2 separate regions of the Zea mays genome follow, and region 2 is linked to region 1. Evidence: chromatin contacts called from public Hi-C data. All regions are on one chromosome and are shown on one strand. The core of a region is the stretch at or near the end of the contact, and the rest is flanking DNA. Distances in the headings are between cores, read along the strand shown. Region 1 holds the start of LOC100282857. Region 2 holds the start of LOC100272681 (NADH dehydrogenase [ubiquinone] flavoprotein 2 mitochondrial).

The links. Hi-C and Micro-C count contacts between places; a contact is called where the count stands out from the background.
Region 2: a contact with region 1 is called in a Hi-C map of leaf mesophyll, with 2.4 times the contacts expected there. The contact joins the promoter of LOC100272681 here to the promoter of LOC100282857 in region 1. A contact is called at or near these places in 4 of 25 Hi-C or Micro-C datasets (endosperm, leaf, leaf mesophyll and 1 more).

The regions. Positions count from the first base shown.
Region 1 is chr6:168,956,011-168,961,443 of Zm-B73-REFERENCE-NAM-5.0, reverse strand. It overlaps LOC100282857, which reads left to right and starts at 1,387. Exons shown (of 6, transcript NM_001155763.2): 1 at 1,387-1,721; 2 at 3,374-3,577; 3 at 3,909-4,154; 4 at 4,234-4,470; 5 at 4,567-4,632; 6 at 4,715-5,041. The coding sequence starts at 1,650. The coding sequence ends at 4,819.
Region 2 is chr6:169,256,181-169,262,360 of Zm-B73-REFERENCE-NAM-5.0, reverse strand. LOC100272681 (NADH dehydrogenase [ubiquinone] flavoprotein 2 mitochondrial) reads right to left here and starts at 4,330. Exons shown (of 10, transcript NM_001147137.1): 1 at 4,074-4,330; 2 at 3,903-3,983; 3 at 3,743-3,808; 4 at 3,058-3,174; 5 at 745-822; 6 at 535-640; 7 at 348-394; 8 at 43-120. The coding sequence starts at 4,301.

The DNA.
Region 1 (5,433 bases), core at 138-2,637:
TTGAGATGATATAAGATGTAGAGATGACAATGGGTACCCGAAACCCAAAATCCGATGGGTTTTTACCTCTTTAAAGTACGAGTTTAGATCAATTTTTATACCCATGAGTTTGTTAATGGGCATAAATCTATACCCGGCGGGTTTATGGATACGGGTTTGTTCCTATAGTACCCAAACCCGTGAACCCGTGGGTTTTTTAAACCCGACGAAACCTAGTGCATATTATCATTTTATTTTATAAACGAACAACAAACTTGTTATTCCTTATATACTTCCTAATTTTTATCAACTGTTGAATGTATCAGTAGTCGGTGAGAGTGTTGTTTGCTTGCTATTATAATTTTTACTAGCGTTATATATGTGGTGGATGGATAATTTAGTGCAAGGACACTTAATTATACAACTTATTATTTGTATTTCATTATCTCTACTAATAATTTTTATACCAAATCATGAACTCGTTGTTCATTACATAAATTTTGGATCATGATCTCATTAATCATTACAATACTTATTGATTATGAGAGGAACACGTATATTGGAGATGAAACCCGCAGGTAACCCATGGGTACCCGCTAACCCGATGGGTACGGGTTTGGGAAAAATCTCAACCCCGTCATGGGTACGATTTTTTAATGGGCATAGATATTTTTCATGGGTACGGGTTTGAGATGGCAAAACCCAGCGGGTTTGTACCCGTTGCCATCTCTAATAAGGTGTATTGGAGTATAATATAAACTAATTTCTCTTTCAATCTCTAAAATACACCTCAATCCACTTCAATCTATCTTTATCCAAACAAAGCCTAAAAGCTGGTTTGATGGACATGGAGGGGATCTCCCTCCCATGAAATCCCTCAATTTTCTTGTCCACCAAACTAGCCCTGAACAAAAGAAGGTGGCGCGGGGTTTTCTAGGGTTTATAAGTCAAGTCCGGTGCATAGTTAAGAAAAACAGTAAGGGTTGATTTGGTGACAAGGGGATCCCGGGAGGATTGGAGGTGATTGAAGGGGAAATAAACTAATTTCCCCCTCAATCCCCTCTAATCCTCCGGGGATCCCGAGTCACCAAATCAGCTCTAAGACGAGATAAGGCGAGTAACTTTTTTACCTTTTAAGCGATAAAACCTTTTAAACGATAAAACGTAAGATAAGACAACGTCTTAATTATAGTTAAAAATAGAAAAATATTATATTTAAGAAAACATGTAAAGACAAAAATATTAATAAAAAGAGTAAAGGGATAAATAAAAGTAAAAGAGTAGTTTAGTCGGCCCAAATTAGTCCACTTAGCCCATTAAAATTAGGTTACTTTTCACTCCCTCCAATCCCAGTATCCCACTCCCAGCCGCATCCCTCTCTCCCTACTACCTCTCCCTAGCAGCGGAGCAGCTTCTCTCCCAGCCGCAGCTCCTCCCTCTGTCCCCTCTCCCAAAACCCCTCTCTCTCCACGCTTCTCCCTCACTCTCCCAGCCGCTGCAGCCGCGCTGCCCTCCGCCCCGGCGCCCGTCGCGCTGCCCTCCCATCTCCCTCCGGTGTTGTGTTGTCATTTGTCAGGTAGCCGCCTCCCCCCCCCCCCCCCCCCCCCCCCTCTTCAGCTTGTTCTCCGCGGCGGCGGCGGCGGCGGCTTGGATCGGAGCGGAGGGAGAAGATGGTGGCATCAATCAGGGTGCCCAAGACCCAACGCGCCAGGAGGGAGCTTCTCAAGCACGCGCCCAAGCTTGTAAGCTTCCTTCTCTACCCATCCTCTCACCCTCATTCCCTTAACAAAACCATCCTGCGACGTGCAAGAGTGGAGAGGCACCCCTCAGGTGGACCCCTGGCGGCTGCCCACAAGCGGATCTACGACTGCAAGATGAGCGACCGTGCGGGGGTTCTCCACCAAATTAGAGCCCCCGCCCCCACGATTCCCATCCCAAAAGAACCTGCAGATTAGTTGCGCATACTCCAACGAATATAGATTGAAGAGAGATAGAGTAAACTTAGCAAGTCTTTCGAGTGAATCGAGTTGCTTCGTCGTACATCTAACCTAGTATATAATATCAGAATATCCATCGATGAGGATCCTTATGTCAGTTCATTATCATCCAGATTTTGTACTCATCTGCAAAGTACAAACTATAAGGGCAGGGCATGTATGGCGAAGTGGCAAGAGGAGAAATTTTTATTTTTAGGACTCCAAATTATGTGTTTCACACTTCTTTTGCCATTTGTAACATTGACTTCGTAAAAATGTCTCAAAACATGTCATACTTGGTTTCATGTCATTTTAGAGATTTTTACCCTTCTGTGCGTACACATGCAAAAGACATAAGGACGCAGAAAGACAAAAATGTCCAAAATGGCATTGAAACCAAGTGTGACATGTTTACGAATGACAAAAGTGCGAAACACATTGTTTGGAGTCCCCCCGATATCCAATTTTCTCTGAGAGAGAAGCCTTACCACTGAGCCAAAGAGTCAAAAGTCCTAGGTTTGACACAGCCTCTCTGAAAAAAAAACAGAGGTAAGGCTTGCCTGGGTTATTCTTTCTCTAGCTCCCACTCATGTGGGATCTGCCAGCACTGAATCTGTCCTACAAAGTACAAACTAGCCCGCCTGATCTTCGTGGTACGGCACTACATCCCTGCTGATGTAATAAACGCACAATTGCACATGCTCTTCAAAATGTGTGGGTATGGCCATGCTGCCTGTGGCGGGCTGCCACCAGAATCCGTCGCCCTTCTTGCCTATCTCTCCCCTAGTTGTCCACTTCAATTGACGCCCTCAATCCCTCATACACACTGCGCCCTCACAAGTAGGGTTGCTGGTATCCCAAACACATACTTTAGTGTTTCATTTTTTTGGCAAACACATGGAAATAAGACCAAAGTATCATGCTTGCTTGCATAGCTTATATATGTGCGATTACTAAAAAAGGATATTGTGCTATTGGATACTAGTAGGGCAACTCATCGTCATAAAATGTCCTGATCAGCCACTACCGTAGAAGTAGAACACCCTGTCTGTGCTGCCACCCAGCAGGGTCAGTGTGCATGAACCATCTTAGAACAAACAGTATTCCCGAAGCAATCTCGGGATAATCTTTAGCAAGTCCTGTGTGATGTTCATATCCTTTTTAATGATGATGATCTGTATAATCTTTTATCAAATCAAACAATGGGTTACCTAGCTGGCTAAAGACATGACCTTTTGGCATAATGTGCAATGCACTATGCTTTATGCTGAAAATCATGTGGCGTTTTTTTATCCTAGCTATTTGCTTAAGAAGGTTCTGCATAATTTGAACCTTGTATGCAGTGGAAATAGAAATAGCATGTTTGATGCTTTGTGTTTCAATCTCACATCTACCTTCGGCTCTGATAATTTTTCCAGGTTGAGACCAGCAAGAAGACACTGATCCTCCATGGTACCAAGACTAGTGCTGTGTTGAACTCTGTGCTGTCAGATATTTACCACCTAAAGCGTGATAATGCTGTGAAATATACCAAGAAGAATGACAACATTAGGCCTTTTGAAAGTGGTGGAGAATCTTCTCTGGAATTTTTCTCCCTCAAGGCAGACTGTAGCCTTATAGTGGTGAGTGACATCATTTTGACTTGTTCATAGTTTGCCATTTGGATGAATGTTCGAAGTACTAGTACTAGACCCCATTGGGAAAAATGTTGTGATCCTGATGTTACAACAATTTATAATGTGGATAGAAGTAGAACAATCTAGTGGCTCCATAATGAATTTCTGTCAACCATGCCTGCTAAATCTATCTGTAAATGAGTATAATATTTTCTATTTCTGTTTCAATGCTTTATTATTATGTCATTGTATCTTAAACGTGGTGGGTTGTACCCTTGGTTTAAAGAGATTATCTTACTTCCATTGTTTTCAACTGTATTTTAAATTTATGATGCAGTATGGTTCTCATTCAAAGAAGAGGCCCAACAATCTGATTTTGGCTAGAACGTATGACCACCACATATATGACCTTGTTGAAGTAGGAGTTGAGAACTACAAGTCAATGGAATCTTATGTTTATGATAAGAAGCTAGCACCATTACTTGGATCGAAGCCTTTCTTTGCTTTCATAGGGGAACACTTTGAGAGTTCTGAAGAGCTGAAACATTTGAAAGAAGTGCTGCTTGATCTTTTCAGAGGAGAGGTGCGCCATTTTGAAACTATAGGGTGGTAGCATGTATGGATAATCTATTGAGCTAATAAACTGTTGCTGTTGGATGCAGGTCGTAGAGAATCTGAACCTTGCCGGTGTGGATCGGATCTATGTGTGCACTGCAATCTCTCCCACCACTGTCTACATGATGCACTGTGCTCTCCGTCTAAAAAGGTCAGGTACATCTATTCCTAGGATGGAGCTGGTCGAAGTTGGACCTTCAATGGATCTGGTTGTAAGGAGGCACAGACTTCCAGCTGAAAGTTTGAAGAAAGAAGCTATGAAGACCGCTGAACATGCTAAGAAGGTAAACCTGATGGAACTAACATCAGCCTTTTTCTGTGTTCTCACTGAAATCTTCCTGAGTCGCTGATATTCACAACTATCGTGAACCTTCTTGCAGATGAAAAATGTCACCAAGGATCCAGTGCAGGGCAAGCTGGGCAAGGTCTACATGCCAGACCAGCAGGTTCGTACTGACTACTGAGTTTTGCTTTCAGCAGGATTGCCTTTGACATGATAATCTGATTCACGGTTTTGATTGAGCTCAGGTTGGAAAGTTGACCTTATCAAACGACGTAAAGGGACTAAAGAGGGAGCGCCGCGAAGCCAAGAAAAATCAGGACTCAAAGAAGCAAAAGGTCAACCCTGAGTAAAGAGCACTGAAGTTTACCTTTGTATTGGATACAGGTCAGGTTAAGAAACCCTGGCTTGTATCTGTTTCCAACTGCTGTGTTATCCAAGTAGAAGTTGCTCGCTGTCAGATTAGTGCCATCTTGTTAGGCTAAAGATCTCTGTACGACTTTCACATCAGTATTGTGTACCAATCCATGTTATGACATAAGCATGGAATTTTGAGAATGTGTTATCCTATCAAATATCAAACGTCTTCTGAGGTCTCAAGCCCTGTTAAAGGAGGATTGTGGTAGGCTTGGTGAGCCAGCGTTAAAGCTAGCCATTCTAATGGAGATCGACAACCAGAATGCCTAAAGGTTTAGCCTTGATTCCTTGAATATGCTATCTGTTGTTGCTGTATCCTACAGTATATTTGCTAGTCCTGATGTCGGTTCGTTATGGATAAGCTTTGCCCTCACGAAATGGATGCCATTTCTATGATTCTGTCAATGTAGTTTAGTTTGTCAGCCGCTGTTGCAATCTAGTCGTTGCCGTGCAAACTGTTTTTGTGTTTCTGTGCTGTGCCAAAGATCACCGGACATCCTCCGCTTGTGTCTCTACCGTCTTGCTCTTGCTTCTGGACAAATGTACCCAG
Region 2 (6,180 bases), core at 3,081-5,580, 300 kb before region 1:
ATAATGATAGCAGGAAATGCCTATTCATCCAAGCAAACTTACATAGTAGTTATATGTGTAACCCTCTGAGCCTTTCGAGTAGTCAGCCACAGCAATCATAGGAGCATTCACACAGCAACCCTGCAAATGCAGGAGACGTGATTAAAAAGGTGCATTCTAGTTCCTCAAAATAAAACAAATAAAATAAAACTGGTTTCTACATAAGAAATAGTAGAAATAGCTGAAGTATTAAAACTATTCATTGATGACACTATAGACCTACTGCTGCTAAACATTTAATCCACAACTAAAAAGCACAATTTGAAGGCATCTGCGATAGCATCTCATAAATATGTAGATCAAATTACCATGCACTCCATTTCTCCAACAGAAAATAAACCATCACTGGTCACCTCTGCGAAGGCAACAAAAATGTCAATGATATTGCAGAGAAAGAAAGAGAAGCTCAGGCTCAGAGGACTTTGTCGGTGGTAAGCAACCAGAAAATAGAATGCTTAGTTAAAAGGATAAAGTACCATGAATAGTAATACAAACCATTTCGTTTAACTCCAAGGTGCTCCAACAACGTCTCTTCGATTTCACGTGAACCACGAATCATACAAGGTGTAGTTCCACACACCAGAAGGTGGTATTTACCAACCTAATAAATGATACAAAAATGAAAAGGTCAAAAGCATAACAAAGGTGCTAGTGGGGGCCTGGGGGGCAACAATAAAAATGAAAGACAGTAACACATCAAGATACCTTAGTCCTGTTAAACATGGTATAAAAGGTTGCAACTTCATAAACCCTGATTGGTGCAACTTCGACGATTTTAGCAATCTGAATACAGAGATAACATTGTCAGAAGTACAGAAAAACGAAGGAAAATTAAGTTTTCCAAACATGGTGACAACAGTTTGTAAACAGATAATAACGCAATCTATCATAACATACATCTGATAAGTGTGTAACATAACCACTTTTCAATACTTTCAACTATTCATATGCTATAAACATAATTATATATGAATATTTCAGAATTTCTGTAGCTTAAGCTGCACAAAAGATAAGAGATGTCAACTTCCGTTGCGGCAAATATGCTTGTTTTTATTGGTCATTGTTAATTAACCCCCATTTTCCAACACTACACAATATACAAAAAACATCTACCAGCACTTGCAAATTCAGCCACAAGCCCACAACACAATCCATTTCAGGAACTGGAAGGTTTCAAAAAAACAGCTGGCTCATGCAAAATTATAATTTTTATGTGCTGGAGTATTTGTCCAGGAATACAACAAAATATTCTTCAATTCAAGGCAGAGCTACATCCCTCAGAGGTATAGCTACAGAGCTTTGTGCAATTCTTTTGTTTTTCTTTATTTCGTTTTTTGTCTCTTGATCACTTGTGCTATAAATTAATCAGTAAAGGCCAGGGAAACCCCTCCTGTTGCCTAAAAAAGGCATCTTGTTTCCTGGTAGCATTTTTTTTCTGCACAAGCAAGGCCAGGATAATATTGTATTTATCAAATGGTGTTACATAGAAATGTCGTGTGCTCTGTTCTTAAGGCGTCGCCTAGGCGCCTTGCCCGCCTACCTCGCCTAGGCGTCGCCTAGGCGCCGCCTAGGCGTCCAGGCGGTGGTCCAACGCCTTGGACCGCCTTACCGCTTTAAAAACCATGGTCGTGTGCTCTACTACTATACAAGATGTGACTCAGTTCTCCCCTGTCTTAAGTAGACATTAGATTTGAACGTTAGAGAAACCCAACAAACATTGTTCTACTCGTAAAAGAAAGCAAATGCACATTGTAAGTGCTGGATGATCAACAACAGGCTAAAGGCACCTAGATTAAGTCAGCGTTTGGTTTTATTTTTGTATCTATACCACTATATAATCCATCAGTTTAAACTTCGCAAAACCCACCCAACCAAATCAACCCCCCCAACCCATAACCTATACTAAATCCACCAAACAAATTGCACTCAGACTTAACACAACATCAAACCAACGGTTCAGATCGCTAGATAATTCCCTCTCCCTTACTCAAATCCAATGGACAATATTATTTGGATCATCCCTCACCCTCCCATAGTCACAAGAAATGGGTACAGTGGTAGCGACCCTCGACCCGAAAATGTCATCCCCGACCCGGATACGCAGGGTCATTTTCGTTCCCACCATGTAAATATCTCCCACAAGTAATGTACCACGTTCCTCGAGACCTCGACCCTATCGATCCAGGAACTTTGTGACTATGATCCCTCCCCCTCCCCCCGCCGCCCCCAGCCTCCCCACACGACCCCGCCGCCCCCTCTCCCTCACTCGCACTGCCGCCACCGTCGACCCCTCCCTGAAATTGTAGCGTTAGCATGAACTATATGCTAGTAAGAGCTAAGGTTGAGATGGTTTGAACAAGTCCAATAGAGACCTCTAGAGACACCCGTGCATAGTGGGATCCTAAGGCGCGATAGCAATGGGAAGATATAAAGAGGAAGACCGAAATTGACATGGGAAGAGGCAGTAAAAGGAGACTTAGAAGGATAGAATATACCCAAAGATTTAGCCTTGAATATGAGTGCATGGGAAACAGCTATCCATGTCCCTGAACCTTGACTTATGGGTTCTGTTGGATTTTTAACTCTAGCATACCCTAACTTGCTTGGGAGTAAAAGGCTTTGTTGTTATTGTTGTTATACAAGAGCTAAGGTAACTCTTGGTAAGATATTTGTCAGAGTTAAAGATAATTGACACTGCACAAGACATTGCATAAACCTGTCGCCTAGTATGTGCATGTTATTTCCCTGTGCACCTAGACAAAGTTCAATAGGCAAAAATGTAAAAATCCTGAAGAATTGGATACAGCGAAGATTATCCTGGAAAGGATAAACGACAAGCTGCAACACGAAGCAAGGGCCAATCAAGGAGTTTCTGCTATATATTACAACTGAAATGTAACTCTGTAAGTGCTACAGTGAATGAATGCATAGCTACAGGTCCATGTTTTTTGTCAAATAGAACATAACAAAACATATTAGATGCAGATAATTGTATAGTTTTCACATAGTAGAACTTACAGCATCCATTGCTGCAACTGGCACCCATCCACCATGCTGCTGCTGTGCAAGATCAAGCAGCGGAATAATACCAGATTGCTTGTAGTTGCTTGGATAGTGAGACAGAATCTCATTGACCTGAACCAACATTGAAACATATAATTTGAAGTGCACTGCTAACAAGGTCCATACTGCAAATATTAGTTGCATTCACCAAGCCCATCATTAGGCCAATAAGGTATAGCATTAAACCCATTGACATATTACATATGCCCACTGGTGAAGTGTTGTTCCCTCTGTTTCAAATTATAAGGTGTTTTGGCTTTTCTAGATACATTGATTTTACTATGTATTCAGACATAGTGTGTATCTAAGTGCATAGCAAAAGCTACATGTCTGGAAAAAACAAAAAGTCTTATAATTTGGAATAGTAGGTGTACATTGCAAGGATATCTCCCTCTCATAATTCATAAACCAATAATCAGTTAAAACTTAAAACTACATCATCCAAGTGATTCAAACAATCCAGTAACATCACCGTCCCACTGGGAACAATATCTTCACTACCATATCTGAGACAACGAGGATCCAAGCACAGGAATGAACAGCATCTGACATAACCAATGCAAACCTAACCAACTTAGCCTATTGAGTAGAGGTATAGGCGAATCACAAGCAAATGCAAGGGTAGTCAGTAACATGGTACCTTCTTCATATTCGCCTGTGAGAACTCCCATTTCATGTCCGGCTTGTTCTCCGGGGAATCAAGGTGCTGCAACAACAACAGAAAATGCCAACTCATCTGAAACTATCAACCACCAACCAGATCAGGCAAACGCAGGGGAACGGATCCGAGGAGTGCTTACGTAGTTAAGAGCCGTGGAGAAGGGCCTGGTGCTGGAGACGGAGCCCCTGGACGCGGCGGCGGAGTAGCCTGCGGAAGCGATCTGGAGGGAAATATTCCCCGGAGGAGATCAGACGATTAGTTTGGAGAAAATGGTGGGAGTAGGGATTGGGCAGAGAAGATTAGGACTAACCGGAGAGGAAGCTACCCGGCGGCCGGCGGCTTCCGACGCAGATGCGGAGGCGAGGCCGAGGAGGCGGCGGGCCGCAAGGCGCGCGGCCGGTGGCAGCATGGTGGCGTGGCCGGCTGTGGGGGACGACGGAGCGGGTGAAGGAGGAGGTATCGGCGTGTGGCCGCCTTGCGAAGCCTGCGAGGCCAGGTAGAAGTAGAACAAGCGACCTGTCTTCCGCTTTCTCCGCATCGCTGAGACACGAGCCTACAGGCCTAATGGGCCAGATCTGATTGTCTGGCACCAGTTTGAAATTGGGCTTAAAGTCTCTGGACGTTGTAGACTGTTAGGGCCCGATACGGCTCTTGTTTGAGCATGAGCAGCAACTTCTGCGTAGAGCCAGAGGAGTCGTGAACACTTTTTTAAAGAAGGAATTATTTTCTGGTAAGTGATAGAGCCCCATTTAGTTGAGGAGCCGGAACTGCAAAAATTTGTGGAACCATGTGGTTCTACCTAACAAGAGCCATTCTAGTTTAGCTATGAATATATCTATATTTCATTTTATCGATCTTTTGATTAGCGAATCCTTATGGCATGTTTGGATGGGATCCAATCCCTATGCATCCAAACCAGGTAATATAGGGCCTGTTTGGTTCACTACCTCAGTTGCCACAATTTGCCTAACTTTTCTGCCTAAGGTTAGTTATTCAATTCAAACGACTAACCTTAGGCAATGTGTGGCACATTTAGCCACAAACCAAACAGGCCCATAATATTTGGTCCGAGGAATTACTCCATTCTAAATATGTTAATATATCATGATTTTTTTAAAAAAAATGGTAGAATGACTTTATTTTTCAAAGCAGTACTAATATATATCAACTCATTCTATTTTACAAAATCAAACGTAAGGATGAGAAGTGAGAAGATGACAGACTAATTCATTTCTTACACCAAAGACGCTGCATCACTCTCACATAAGGGTGGTAATAGACTCTAAATTTTACATTATAAAATTTAATAATCGGATCCGATTCAGTCTTATCAATTAATAATAAGTGCTTAAACAGAATGTGAAGAAACATTTGGATCATGATCCATTACCACACCCTATTCTCACCTTCGCACATTCGGTCTTCCCGCAAATCCACAAAGTAAAGTCTTCATCCATCTCTGTTCAGTCATGGCCTCATGGGTTTCAGGTGCACACTTGTTTGGTGTGTCTCATAGTCTCGAATGAAAAGGTTGGGGTCGAAATTAAGCTCTATTCGAGTAAACATTACTGGAAACATTAACATCGTGGATGCCACAAATGCTCAAGATATGAATCTTACTCTTTGAAGTCAACATCCAACGAAGAGCGTACTCCAATCTCACTCACAAGATAGAGATCTACGCAAGAGTGAGGAGTGAAAGAGAGAGCTTTACAAGCATGAATCAAGGGTGTAACCATGAAACACCTAGTCAGTTAGGGTTCAAAGAACCCAAGAGTAATATAATGAAAAACAAATCGTTGGTGAATGCCATAAATGCTCAAGAGGTTAATCTTATTCTTCGAAGTCAACATCCAACAGAGAGCTTACTCCAACCTCACTCACAAGATAGGAATCTACGCAAGAGTGAGAGGGATCTATGCTTGCTTTTTTCTCAAAGTGGTTGAGTAAATTGAAATTACAAAGAAAAATAGAAATGCAAGAAAGAAAATAGAAATAAATACTTCAGCTAACGAGGGATCCATGGCTAGAAATTTGAGGTGATGTTCAGAACTTCCGAGAGATTAGGGAAAAAGATAAATAAAGTAACGAGCAAACTCTCTTTATAGAGGATTTCAAGGGATTTTTGGAGTAGTTTTAAGAGCGTTAGAAGTTGATGTGTAATTTTTTTACGATAGTTGACACCTGCAATTAATATTTTTTTCAATCCATCTTGATAACACGGTATCCAACATTTAAGAGAAGACGATTAAATAAATATAAATTAGAATTAAACTCTCTTCTTAAATTGAATCGCAATGTTGTATCTTTCACAAAGTTAGAATTGAGGGGTCTTACATTTTATTTACGCTTTTCACTGTTGTATGTAAATGTAACTCCTACAAAAAGCTCTTTATATGCATGTCATCCATTCGCCC